Regions from separate parts of the Mus musculus genome. Here all the other regions are linked to region 2. Evidence: chromatin contacts called from public promoter capture Hi-C data. All regions are on one chromosome and are shown on one strand. Each heading gives the region's core, a stretch centred on a gene start, on an enhancer-like site or on the middle of the called end of the contact. The rest is flanking DNA. Distances are from core to core; before and after follow the strand shown.

Region 1 (4,154 bases), core at 1,303-3,802, 2.5 Mb before region 2:
CTAAGTCACACACAAAATGTAAGAAAAAAGAAAAAAGGAAGAGACAGGAGGGAGAAGTGGACAGAGGATCTGCCTCACTGTCAGAACAGCAGGTGAGGCCCTGGGAATGGGGAGGGTATTCTAGTCTGCCATCTGTGTCTCAAAAGGCCTGGAGGGGGCTGGAGAGGTGGCTCAGAGGTTAAGAGCACTGGCTGCTCTTCCAGAGGTCCTGAGTTCAATTCCCAGTAACCACATGGTGGCTCACAACCATCTGTAATAGAATCCAATGCCCTCTTTTGGTGTGTCTGAAGACAACTACAGTGTACTCATATATATATATAAAATAGATAAATATTCCTTTTTTTTCCTTTCTTTTTTTGGTTTTTCCAGACAGGGTTTCTTTGTGTAGCCCTGGCTGTCCTGGAGCTCACTCTGTAGACCAGACTGGCCTTGAACTCAGAAATCCGCCTGCCTCTGCCTCCCCAGTGCTGGGATTAAAGGTTTGTACCATCACTGCCTGGCTAGTTTTTGGGTTTTAAAACCAGTTTCTCACAATATGTTCCTGGCTGGCTGGAACTTGACATTTGGATTTGGACCCTGGAACAAGGGACAGAGGTTCATATTTTACATACCAAAGCAGCGTGACCTGGCCTCCAGGTTCTCCCAGCATCCCTCAGTCTGTACCTGGCACATCTTGCCCACAACTCTCAACTATCTAGCCCAGGGTCTGGGCTGCCCTTCACCAAGAGGCTCTTCTCTATATAATCCAGAACCAAACACTCTCCACATAGCCTAGGCTAGCCTTGAACTTGTTGTGACCCATCTTTGCTTCTCATGTCTAGAATCACAGGTGAGCCATCACACAGGACCAGAACATTTTGTTTGCTTAGTTGAGGCACAGTTTCTATAATATGCACATTAAAGTCTGATGAATTAAAATCTAAAAATCTGAATTTGTAGAAGGTGGAGTTAGCAAACTCAGGTCCTTTGGAAGAGCATCAATGCCCTTAACCACTGTGCCATCTTACAGTCCCTAAGCCCATCTCTCTCTTCTTCTAGGGTGAGATGGGATCATGTAGTCCAGGTTGATCTATGTAGCCCAGGATGACCCTAACCATCAATCCGTTTTGCTTCAGCATCCAAAATGCTGAGATGATGGGTGTGCACCACCAAGTCCTGTTTATGCAGTGCCAGGGGTGCGACCTAGGGCTTTGAAAGGCTAGGCAGGCACTCTACCAATTGGGCCCCAGTTGCTAACTACTGTATTTCTGTAACTCTGAGCACTGACAGTGGGGACTTTAACTTTCTTCATATTCTTTTCCTGTTGAAATCGATAATAAAATTCTAAATGTTACTTAAAACACTTTTAAAAACTTAAAAACACAGCCTGGTGGGCACATGCCTGTCATCCTGGTACTATGAAGGCATAGAGTTGGGGTGTTCATAATTTCAGGCTGGCCTGGGCTCCACGAAAGCCGGTGGGGGTGGGGGCTGGGGGTGGGCAGAGAATGCCAGAAGAGGAACCAGCACTAGGGAGGCTAGAGTTTAAGACTAGCCTTCTATGCTATGTTACAATCAACACACATCTTGCCTTGGGTGGACCTGTCTGTCATCCCAGCAATCCATTGGCAAAGGCAGGGTCGCCACGAGTTTGAGGCCAGCCTGGGCTATATAGTAAGTCCCTATCTGCAAAAAAAAAAAAAAAAAAAAAAAAAAAAAAAAATTTAAAAACATTAAAAAAAAAATACGTATAACGGTGCATACCTATGAGCATAGCCTTCGGAAGTGAAGGCAAGAGATCAGGAGTTCTAGATCAGTCTCTGCTACGGAGTTTGAGGCCAGCCTAAAACAAAACAAAAGCCTCCAAACTCCAGGTTAGTGCTTCTCGCAGGCTTAGTTTCCAGGCCCGTGGAAGCCAGCTGGAAACTAGGGGACATGAACATTCTGGCTTCCGGGATGCTGCACTAGAAAACCAAGATTCCAACTCAGCCTCCGCTCACACTGTGCACTCTGAAGCCCGCAGGCTGCCCTCTCTCGTCTAACCGCATAACAAAAGCCTGGTCTGCGACGAACAGGACGACACTGAGACACTGACCCGACAGTCCCCGGCGGGGCAGGTTCCGCTTGTAGTCGATGGGGCCGTAGCCCCCTGGCGGGGGCATGTCCTGCTTCACCTTCGACGCCGCCATACTTGCAGGACCCGCAACTTCCGGCCACCAGCGGAAGTGAGGCAACGCGCGACCACCATTTTGAGTGTGGCGGAAGTTCCGTCACCCAGGAGGTTCCCTATAATTTGGAAGCGTTACGCTAGCCTTGCTGCGATCCGGAAGTCAGTCCCTCCTCCCTCTGGCCCTAGGCAGGGAGTAACTGTGGTCTGCATCTAGAGCTCTCTCGGGCGTGTTTCTTGCACTAAAAACCTTGGGAGTTCACCTACTTTCTTTCGTGAGCCATGGTAGCCAGGCTCGAGGCAACAGGCTGGTTCCCACCCACCTGAGCACCATCACTTCAGGGAGGGACTTGTCCTGTTCCACATCAGTGGGCAGTCTCCTCGCCAGTGACTTCTCACGAGGAACTGACCATTAAGGGCGATTGAGTCACAAAGCCTAAGAAGGGTTTAGGGAGCCCGCGGGGCGGGGGAGGGAGGGTCCCCGCCCCAAGGCCGAGTGACGCCCGCAGTCACTTCACAAGGCAGAAATTGTTACCCGGGCAATAAAAGTCATCGCGGCTGTAGGGCCTTGGGAGTGGGCACATGGGGGCACGGGGGTGCAGGTGCCAAGCACCATGGGTTAGGCCCGAGATTGGAGTCCGGCCGCCCCCCGACAGCAGCCGCCTCCTGCTCCCCGCGCGCCCCGGGCGCCACCATGTCGGGCGACAAACTCCTGAGCGAACTTGGCTATAAGCTGGGCCGCACGATAGGTGAGGGCAGCTACTCCAAGGTGAAAGTGGCCACCTCCAAGAAGTATAAAGGGACGGTGGCCATCAAGGTGGTGGACCGCCGGCGAGCGCCTCCGGACTTCGTCAACAAGTTCCTGCCTCGAGAGCTGTCCATCCTGCGGGGAGTACGGCACCCGCACATCGTACACGTTTTCGAGTTCATCGAAGTGTGCAATGGGAAGCTGTACATCGTGATGGAGGCAGCAGCCACCGACCTGCTGCAGGCAGTGCAGCGCAACGGGCGCATCCCGGGGTCGCAGGCGCGCGAACTCTTCTCGCAGATCGCGGGCGCCGTGCGCTACCTGCACGACCACCACCTGGTGCACCGCGACCTCAAGTGCGAAAACGTGCTGCTAAGCCCTGACGAGCGCCGCGTCAAGATCACGGATTTCGGTTTCGGCCGCCAGGCGCACGGCTACCCAGACCTGAGCACCACCTACTGCGGCTCGGCCGCGTATGCGTCACCTGAGGTGCTCCTGGGCATCCCCTACGACCCTAAGAAATACGACGTGTGGAGCCTGGGCGTTGTGCTCTACGTCATGGTCACCGGGTGCATGCCCTTCGACGACTCGGACATTGCTGGCCTACCCCGGCGCCAGAAGCGCGGCGTGCTCTACCCTGACGGCCTCGAACTGTCGGAACGATGCAAATCCTTGATCGCCGAGCTGCTACAGTTCAGCCCGTCTGCCCGGCCCTCGGCGGGCCAGGTGGCGCGCAATGGCTGGCTGCGGGCCGGGGACTCCGGCTAGGAGCCGGGGTTCTCGCTGTTCCCGCCGCACCAGGCACAGAGCCAGGGCGGCGCACGCGCGAAGGGCGAGCTTCGGGAAACCCGCGAAGTCGCCGCGCGCCACTGCGCACGCGTCCTGTCCCTTCCCCTTCCCCCACGGCGGCGGCCCTCTGAGGCCTGCTGTTGGGTTCTGATTCCTCCTGCACAAACTGATTGCTGGAGAGCGCATGCGCATCCTCGATTTCTGGCGAGAAGGCCCCGGGAGGGGCGCAAAGAGAAGAGAGAGAAGCATTGCGCCTGCGCAGAATGAGCTGTTGCACGGTGGGTTGCCATGCTACAGAGAAACCGTGGGCCAGCCGTGCACGCTAAGTTCCAGGTTGGAACCTGCAATAAATTCGCTCTTCCTTGCAACTGGGGTTAGCGGTGGAACCTTGTCACTGAGCAGGGGGTGGGAAGTTTTCGGCAACTTAGAGAAAGGCGAGTATGTGGAAATTCTACCTTTAGACCTAAAAAC
Region 2 (3,910 bases), core at 1,216-3,715:
TCAGCCCCAGCTAACCAAAACCATAGAATTTTCACAATCAAAATAGCAGCAACCCTGATAAGAGTCTTTAATTTTCCCTCTGAAATTTCACAAGCCAGGCCTCCATCTTCTGCACTGTTCTCAACATTATCTCCCAAGCTCCTACAGAACATCCCAAAGAGCTCTTAACATCCCAATGGCTCTTCTAGCCCAAAGTTCCAAAGTCCTTCCACAGTCCTCCCCAAAACATGGTCAGGTTGTCATAGGAACAACCCACAATGGTGGTATCAGTTTGTCTTAGTTGGGGTTTCTATTCCTGCACAAACATCATGACCAAGATGCAAGTTGGGAAGGAAAGGATTTATTCAACTTATACTTCCACACTGCTGTTCATCACTAAAGGATGTCAGAACTGGAACTCAAGCAGGTCAGGAAGCAGGAGCTGATGCAGAGGCCATGGAGGGATGTTACTGGCTTGCTTCCCCTGGCTTGCTCAGCTTGTTTTCTTACAGAACCAAGACTACCAGCCCAGGGATGGCACCACCTACAATGGGCCCTTCACCCTTGATCACTAATAGAGAAAATGCCTTACAGCTGGATTTCATGGAGGCATTTTCTCACCTGAAGCTCCTTTCTCTGTGATAACTCCAGCTTGTTTCAAGTTGACACACAAAACCAGCCAGTACAGCTGTGAACCAACCAAGTATGTGGCTGACTGGGGCAGGAGGACCTGGAGTTCAAGGCCAACCTGGACTTCATAAAGAGAACCCGTCTCAGATAAACGAACTCTTTTTTTTTTTCTTCCAGACAAATTCTCAAGTATCCTGCATTGACCTTGAACTTGCAATATAGGTAAAAAATGACTTCAGCCTTTTAAATTCTCTTGCCACTTCTCGAGTGTGCACTACAACCCGTTTAGGCTGTACTGGAGCTGGGATTCAGGACTTCATAGATGTTAGACATACATATTTATTAGCCAGTTTTGTTGGTGTATGCTTTTAATCCCAGCATTCAAGAGGCAGAGGAAGGGGCAGGTGGATTTAAGAGTTTCTAGACATTCAGAGATACATAGAGACCCTGGCTCAAAACAAACAAAACTAAAAACCTAAAGAAAATACAATTTAATTATTTATTTATTCGTTCATTTTGTGGGGTTGGGGCATGTGCCAAGGTTAGAGAACAACTTGTGGGCATAGGTTCTCTCCTTCCACCCTGTAGGTTCTGGGGATCAAACTCAGGTTACCAAGCTTGGCCACAGGCCAATCTAGCTGGCCCCACTTTTCATTTTGATTTCCCCTCTTTTTGTTTTGTGCCAAGACCTGGCTGTATCTTAGGGTGGGCCAGAGCTCACTCTATAGCTAGGCTGGTCTTGAACTTGTGATTTTCCTGCCTCATGAAGACCCTGGAGTGCTAGGATTCTAGGTTGTGCTACAGCATGGTTCCAATTTTCATGAAGTGAGATGATCTTGGGCAACTACTGAAAAATGCCAACACAGTCATTCCTGTTGACTCCAGTTGTCATTCCAGCACTTTCTGAGCACCTCCACTGTCATTCCAATCCACACTCAAGGTGCATACTGCCTCCAACATACATAGATGTGGAAAAAGTAACCAGCACTTGGGAGGCTGAGAGTTAGAGCCATCTAGGGCTACATGAGACTGCTCAAAGACTAAACCAAAACACACTTCGGTCAATTTTTTTTTTTTTTTCTTTTTCCAAGACAGGGTTTCTGTGTAGCCCTGGCTGTCCTGTAACTCACTCTGTAGACCAGGCTGGCTTCGAACTCAGAAATCCACCTGCTTCTGCCTCCTGAGTGCTGGGATTAAAGGCGTACGCCACCACCGCCCGGCTACTCTGGTCAATCGTAAAGGAATGTAAACCCAAACAGGGTATTGCAGAGCCTGCATGTGCCTCAGTGTCCTGGCTTGAACGGTGGGTGCGTTGTCAGGGTGCCATGAGGTTTCTAACTCTACTCTATTTGCTCCCGATTCTACACTAACCTTTGTCTTTCTCTTTATGCCCATAGAACTTCCCCGATGAGACTCTGAAGTGCCCAAACTGGGAGTCATTGGTGGACTGCACCCAGCGGTTCCTCCAGCGCTCTGTGGGGAGACAGGAGGGTTAGTGGTGCAAAGCGCACGGGTCCATATCATAGATGGTGGACACAGGCCACCAGCCACCACGGCAATCGCCTTCACCTCCGTCTAGAAACTCCTCCTGGAAGTACACAGTGGCTAGTGCCACGCGCAGCACACAGATGGCCCAGAGCAATGCACGAGCCGAGACCATAGCTGCACGTGCGACTTCAACTCTCTGCTCTCAGGCGTCCGTACCGCTTGACGGGCGCAACTCAGAAACTACAACTCCCGGCATGCCTTGGGATTATGACCTGGGGACGCTAATGGGTGCGCTGAAATTACTGGTCCCGTGACGCCCGGGATTGTGACCTGAGTTGCTCATTGGTGGGTGGAGCGCGGTGGCCGACGGGAAATGTAGTCTCTAGTTGCTCTGGCGCTGTCTCCTGAGGCAACCGCACACTGGGGCCTATACTTTGAGGCTGAAGCCTAGCGGGAAGAAGCCAACGCAGCTACTCAGGTGACCTCACAGTGATCAAGTGGGTTGGCAAGGGGCTTCAGGAAAACGGGCGGCATACCCACACCAGAGGTTCCTCATCTGGAGAGCGATGGGGCATGATCCCTTAGGGCTTGCAAACAATAGCGAGGAAACTGAGTATAGGCAGTGTTATTAGCATGGAGAAGAACTCCAGGTGCTGTGTGATATGGGTCCTCTCAGTTGTGTATCCTGGTTACAGGTTCCAGAGCAGGTACAGATATAGGTACGAATCTGGACGCCTGTCCTCAAATCTCTCTGAGATTCTTTGGTTTTTTTTTTTTTTTTTTTTTTTTAGATTTATTTATTTATTATATGTAAGTACACTGTAGCTGTCTTTCAGACACTCCAGAAGAGGGCATCAGATTTCGTTATGGATGGTTGTGAGCCACCATGTGGTTGCTGGGATTTGAACTCGGGACCTTCAGAAGAGCAGTCGGCGCTCTTAACCACTGAGCCATCTCACCAGCCCCGATTCTTTGGTTTTGAGCTCACTCAACCTTACCAGTTCTTATGCCTGTCCCACACGCCCTACAGCTTATTAAAAGAAATACTTTTATCTGGGTGGTGGTGGCATACACCTTTGATCACAGCACTTGGGAGGCAGGCCTGATCTAAGGAGCTCCCAGGAAAACCAGAGCTATACAGGGAAACCTTATCTTGAAAAAAATAAAAACAAAACAAAAAGTATACTTATACAGTGAAGTACTTTTAAAGGCTGAAAACACAATCTTTATTTTCCTAGAATGGCTTCCACAAGAAGACCCTTTGGCCCTCCACGTAGTGGTTTTGACTTAAGGGATATGTTCTTAGATAGCTCGAGGATGGAAGAGATCAGAAACTTACAAGCCCGAAGTCTTGGCCAAGTGACACCTGGGCAGAGCAGAATCTTAAAGAGAAACCAAACGATGGACGAGAAATATTTGATGCCCAAAGAGGAGGCCATGGCAGGGAGGGGGGTGAGTCTGGGCTTGAGGCCTCCCACCATCTCCTCCAAGACCAGAGCCAGTGAGGCCCTTAGGAAACTGGCCCAGATTGAAACCAAGATCCTGAATCGGAAGCAGGTGCCCATGGCTTGGTCTGATGTGGAGTCTGACTCCACATCCATCGAGCAGAGTCTTCCTAAGAGGACAGGTGCAGCTTCTGTTTCTTCCCAGTACCCACACAGAACTTTCCAGAAACAAGTGAACAAAACATGTGTGTCAAAGAGCGATGGGCCGAGTGGTAACGGTAGCAGGTTTCTGAAGAAGAAGGAGCTGCCCACTGAAGCGAGGTCCCCAGGGCTGGCAGTGGGGACAGGGAAGCAAGCTCTGCTGCCCA
Region 3 (4,032 bases), core at 452-2,951, 2.2 Mb before region 2:
AACCAACAGCGCCCCAGATGTTTAGCAGCCCACCAATCCAGCCTGCCTCCACACCCTCCAAAGCCTGGAGACACAAGCTCAGGCAGCCACCTAGGGGCTGTCCCTTCCAGCTAAGCATTTCCGGATTCATCAGTCACGACTTGGGAGAAATGCCTGGGAATGGGGTGGAGTATGGTGGGGGCTCCCTTCCTCCACTAACTCAAGAGACAGAAACACCAGTAAGCAGCCTTTGACAGGAGCTGGCTCACAGACAAGGCTCAAGGGGGCCAGGCAGAGCCTGCTGCAGCGTTTGAGGGCTTCAGACTTCTGGTTGGTGAACTGGGATGCTCTGAGCATCAGGCTGAGGAGATTATTCTAAGTCCAGAAATGACTCAAAAGCTGTCCAGCCCTGAGATTTTTGTTTGTTATTGGTCTTTGAGACAGGGCCTCTGAGTAGCCCAGGCTGGACATGAACTCCAGATCCCCCTGCTGAGATGATAAGTGTGTACCCCCACACCTGGTTTCTCTGGTGCTAGGAATGGAACCCCCAACTTCAAACAAGCACTCTACCAACTCCACTCCCGTCTATGCACTGTTTGCTCATTAGTTTTCTTTCCTTTCTTTTTGTGAAACAAGGTCTTAAACAGACCAGGCTACTCAAATTCACTGTGTGTAGCCAAGGTAACCTTGAACTTCTGATCCTACCTCTACCTGTTCAGTGCACAGATGACTCATAACATCATGCTGTGTCAAGAAGTGATTTTATATGCATATACATATACATATTGTGGTGTGTGTGTGTGTGTGTGTGTGTGTGTGTGTATTTACGTGTGTGCCACAGAGCCCATGTAGAGATCAGAGGACAACTTTTGGCAGTTCCCAAAAACTCAGTTTGCTGAGCCATCTCACCTGACCTCAAGCACTCTTTATAAAAGTTCAAGGACAACCTGGGTTACAGTGCAAGACTTTGACTCCAAAACTAATCAATAAATAAATACAATAAAATGAAATGCTAGAAATAAATTTAAAAGCCCTGTTAAAGCAATAACAGACCAGGTGGTACCCCACACTTTTAATCCTGGCACTTGGGAGGCAGGGGCAGGGAGATCTCTGTGAGTTCCAGACCAGCTGGCTCTACACAGTGAAACACGGTTTCCAAAACCAAGCCACCACTCGCACTACACGGGGGACGAAAATAAAAAATTTAAAACCACAAGTTAGGTGGACTTTGCTTTGGGAGTGAAGCGATGGTTGCGCGACAGGGACGGGGAGAGGCACGCAGGTGCACGTGTGTAGCAGCCGCGTCCGGGTGGCACCCGAAGCTTGCACCCGAAGCGTCCACCCGGGTTCCAAAGGAAGGACACGCAGCGGGCTGAGGAAGATCAGGTCTGCGAGGCACGCATGTTGGGTGCGTAAGCGGCCACCTTGGCCTCACAGGGGTTGTCACTCTCAGGGCAGCTCGGTGTGAAATTAGGGTTCGGCCTGGCCGTGGGGACCCCGAGGACGCGCGAAACACAGGGTGTGTGAGGGGATCTGTCACCTCTCCACGCTCGCGACACTGCTGTCACAACGAAACGGCCCCATGCCGCGCTTCCTCCCAGCCCGGGCCGCGAGAACCCCGCCACCCCGCGTCGCCCCTTGGCGCCTGCACTCCTTGGGTCGCGCTCACCTGCCCGGACGCGTCGCCGCTGCTGCCGCTACTGCCTCAGCCGCCTCAGCCGCTGCAGCCCCGCCTCGCGCGGGCCCTAAGCTCGAGGCCGGGAGGGGCCCAGGCCCTGCCGCCATTGGTCACGCCCTGTCCAATCAGCGCTGGAGACGGCAAGAATTGGTAAGCATGGCACAGACGGGCATCCTTTTTAACCAATCGCTAAAGGAAGGGGCGAGGCTACATGGAGGGGCGGCCCTGGTTCTTCTGAGCGTTCTACACCGGGTACAAGGCGGAGAGGCCTGGTGGGGGGCGTTCAAGAATTGGAACCCGCAGAAAATGGGCAGAGCTTCCGGCCAATTGCCAAGGGGTATAGGCGGAGCTAAGAGGAAAGGCGGCTCTTGGTTTCTGAGAATTCGGGGCACAAGGAGACAGAAGCGAGGATTGGATTCTGCAGAAAACAAGCAACGCTTTGGGCCAATAACTGAAGGGAGGGGGCGGGGCCTGGAAACAGCCCTCTTAGCCAATCGCTGAAGAGCAAGGTCAGCGCTCTGAGTAAGCTGGCGCGCTGGGCAAGGGCGAAGCTCGAGGATCGGAGGGTGTAGCCCGGAGGGCAACGATGATTGACTGCGACACTAAAGATGTACAGGTCCTGGGACCAATCGCAGAAGCTGTAGGCGGTGCATCTTCCAGGGGTGGGCGCGCTAGGTACAGACCATAACTATCTTGTCTGCCCTGGATGATCTAGTATGTTCCGCGCAGACTCCTCAGGTTCCCATGGCGCTCAGAAGCTTTACTCTTTCCTGAATTTAGACTTTGACAGTTGAAACACTCTTGGTTAATTCTCAGCCCGTCCCTCCTTTACTGTTCCCCTGCCGATGATACAAAGGGCAGAAACTCAGATCACTCAGCCTTCCTCTGCTACTTGAGTTCATGTGCAAAACATGGGAAGCAAAAGTGCAATCCTGCTGACGTGATCTGACTTTCAGAAAGTGACGTCTCTGGGTCCAAGCTTTATCCTTTACGAGATCTTATGACATCCCTGTGTTTGTGGTAACTGGTGAATTAACCAAACAATAAATACAACCACATGTCAAAGGGAACACAGAGAGGTCAAGCTCTTTGACCAAGGTTACAGAGCACTTTAGCTGTTCAATTTGTATATTGAAGCTCTGAACCCCCTCAGAAAGGGTAGTAAGACAGTGGGGAACGGAGTGACCTGAGTTACTCAGTCTGCTCAAGCCTTGGACAGAGCAATCCTTAGGTTCAATCTTGCCTCCCTGACCCCTTTGTGGAAACAGAAGGAGCCAGCAAGATGGCTCAATGGGTAAATGTTAATCCTACAGATTCAAGGAGAAAGACCACCGACCCAAATCATGGCCAAGAAAATTAAAGCAAGCAATTAATTAAAGCAAGCTTGTGTACATGGGATGTCTCTTCCTAAAAACCAGACATCAATCAACATTGAAAGTGGGGAAAATACATTTGTTTTATTTGTTTTTGTTTTGAGACAGTGTCTCACTATGGAGCCCGGGTTGTCCTGGAACTCACTATGTAGACTAGACGTGCCTCAAAAACACAGTGATCTAACTGCCTCTGCCTCCCAATTGCAGGGATTCAAAGGAGAATGCCACTAGTTGGGTTAGAAGATTAGGTCTTTACAACTCAGGGTAGGGGTTTTCCAAATGAGGATCTGGCAGGCAAATAGGGTTACAGACGCAGAACATAGGGTAACAAGTTGGTCATAACACCCACGGGAAACAGAGACATTGTTGCAAGGTGGCCATAACAGGATAACAACCTTTGAAACTAAGACATGGTTTTTTATTTCCTGGAACAGGTAGTAGAAAGAACCATTTGTAATTAAGGTTACAGTGGGATATAGCCCATGTCCTGAGAAACAGAGATGTAATCATAAACAGGAATGAGCATGGTTTGTTTTACTATAAGATACCTTCAAACCCAAGATGGAAGCAGCCTGGGCCTTCAGAAAGGCTCTGACCTGGCCACCAGCCACAATGGCCTGCATTTAATATCCTAACCCACATGGTGGAAAGAGAAAACAGAGTCCCAAAAGTTGTTTTTTTTTTTTTTTACCTCTCCACATCCATGCTATGGCATGTTCATGCCCAAGGCCCTGCTGCCTCTCTGTGGAGCTGGGGACTATGAGCAGGCCCTGCAGTTGCCCACAGCTGAGGGACATACATCATCCTATGCTTCTTGTCCCCAGAACCATCTCTCTCTCTGACTTCCCAATAACATTTTCATAACTTTCCAGACATCAAGAAGACAGAAATGAACTCTTATTTCCCACATGTTTGGGTGGGGCCAGTAGAGATCAAGTTTAGCAGCAGAGGATCTTGGGAGGAAGCCAGGCTACGCTTAATATTACAGACTCAGGTTTCAGG

The links. Promoter capture Hi-C pulls out the DNA fragments that hold promoters and counts their contacts.
Region 1: a contact with region 2 is called in a promoter capture Hi-C map of cranial neural crest. The contact joins the promoter of Ndufa13 here to the promoter of 1700030K09Rik in region 2. A contact is called at or near these places in 3 of 39 promoter capture datasets (cranial neural crest, hippocampal neurons and liver).
Region 3: a contact with region 2 is called in a promoter capture Hi-C map of pre-B cells, with 2.2 times the contacts expected there. The contact joins the promoter of Slc25a42 here to the promoter of 1700030K09Rik in region 2. A contact is called at or near these places in 2 of 39 promoter capture datasets (the C10 cell line and pre-B cells).

The regions. Positions count from the first base shown.
Region 1 is chr8:69,899,468-69,903,621 of GRCm38.p6, forward strand. It overlaps Ndufa13 (NADH:ubiquinone oxidoreductase subunit A13), which reads right to left and starts at 2,553. Exons shown (of 5, transcript NM_001382215.1): 1 at 2,470-2,553; 2 at 2,075-2,265. The coding sequence starts at 2,168. It overlaps Tssk6 (testis-specific serine kinase 6), which reads left to right and starts at 2,717. Exons shown (of 1, transcript NM_032004.2): 1 at 2,717-4,051. The coding sequence starts at 2,841. The coding sequence ends at 3,662.
Region 2 is chr8:72,441,415-72,445,324 of GRCm38.p6, forward strand. 1700030K09Rik (RIKEN cDNA 1700030K09 gene) reads left to right here and starts at 2,466. Exons shown (of 8, transcript NM_028170.2): 1 at 2,466-2,575; 2 at 3,336-3,910. The coding sequence starts at 3,337. Calr3 (calreticulin 3) reads right to left here and starts at 2,364. Exons shown (of 9, transcript NM_028500.3): 1 at 2,179-2,364; 2 at 1,981-2,082. The coding sequence starts at 2,269.
Region 3 is chr8:70,210,580-70,214,611 of GRCm38.p6, forward strand. It overlaps Slc25a42 (solute carrier family 25, member 42), which reads right to left and starts at 1,702. Exons shown (of 8, transcript NM_001007570.2): 1 at 1,649-1,702.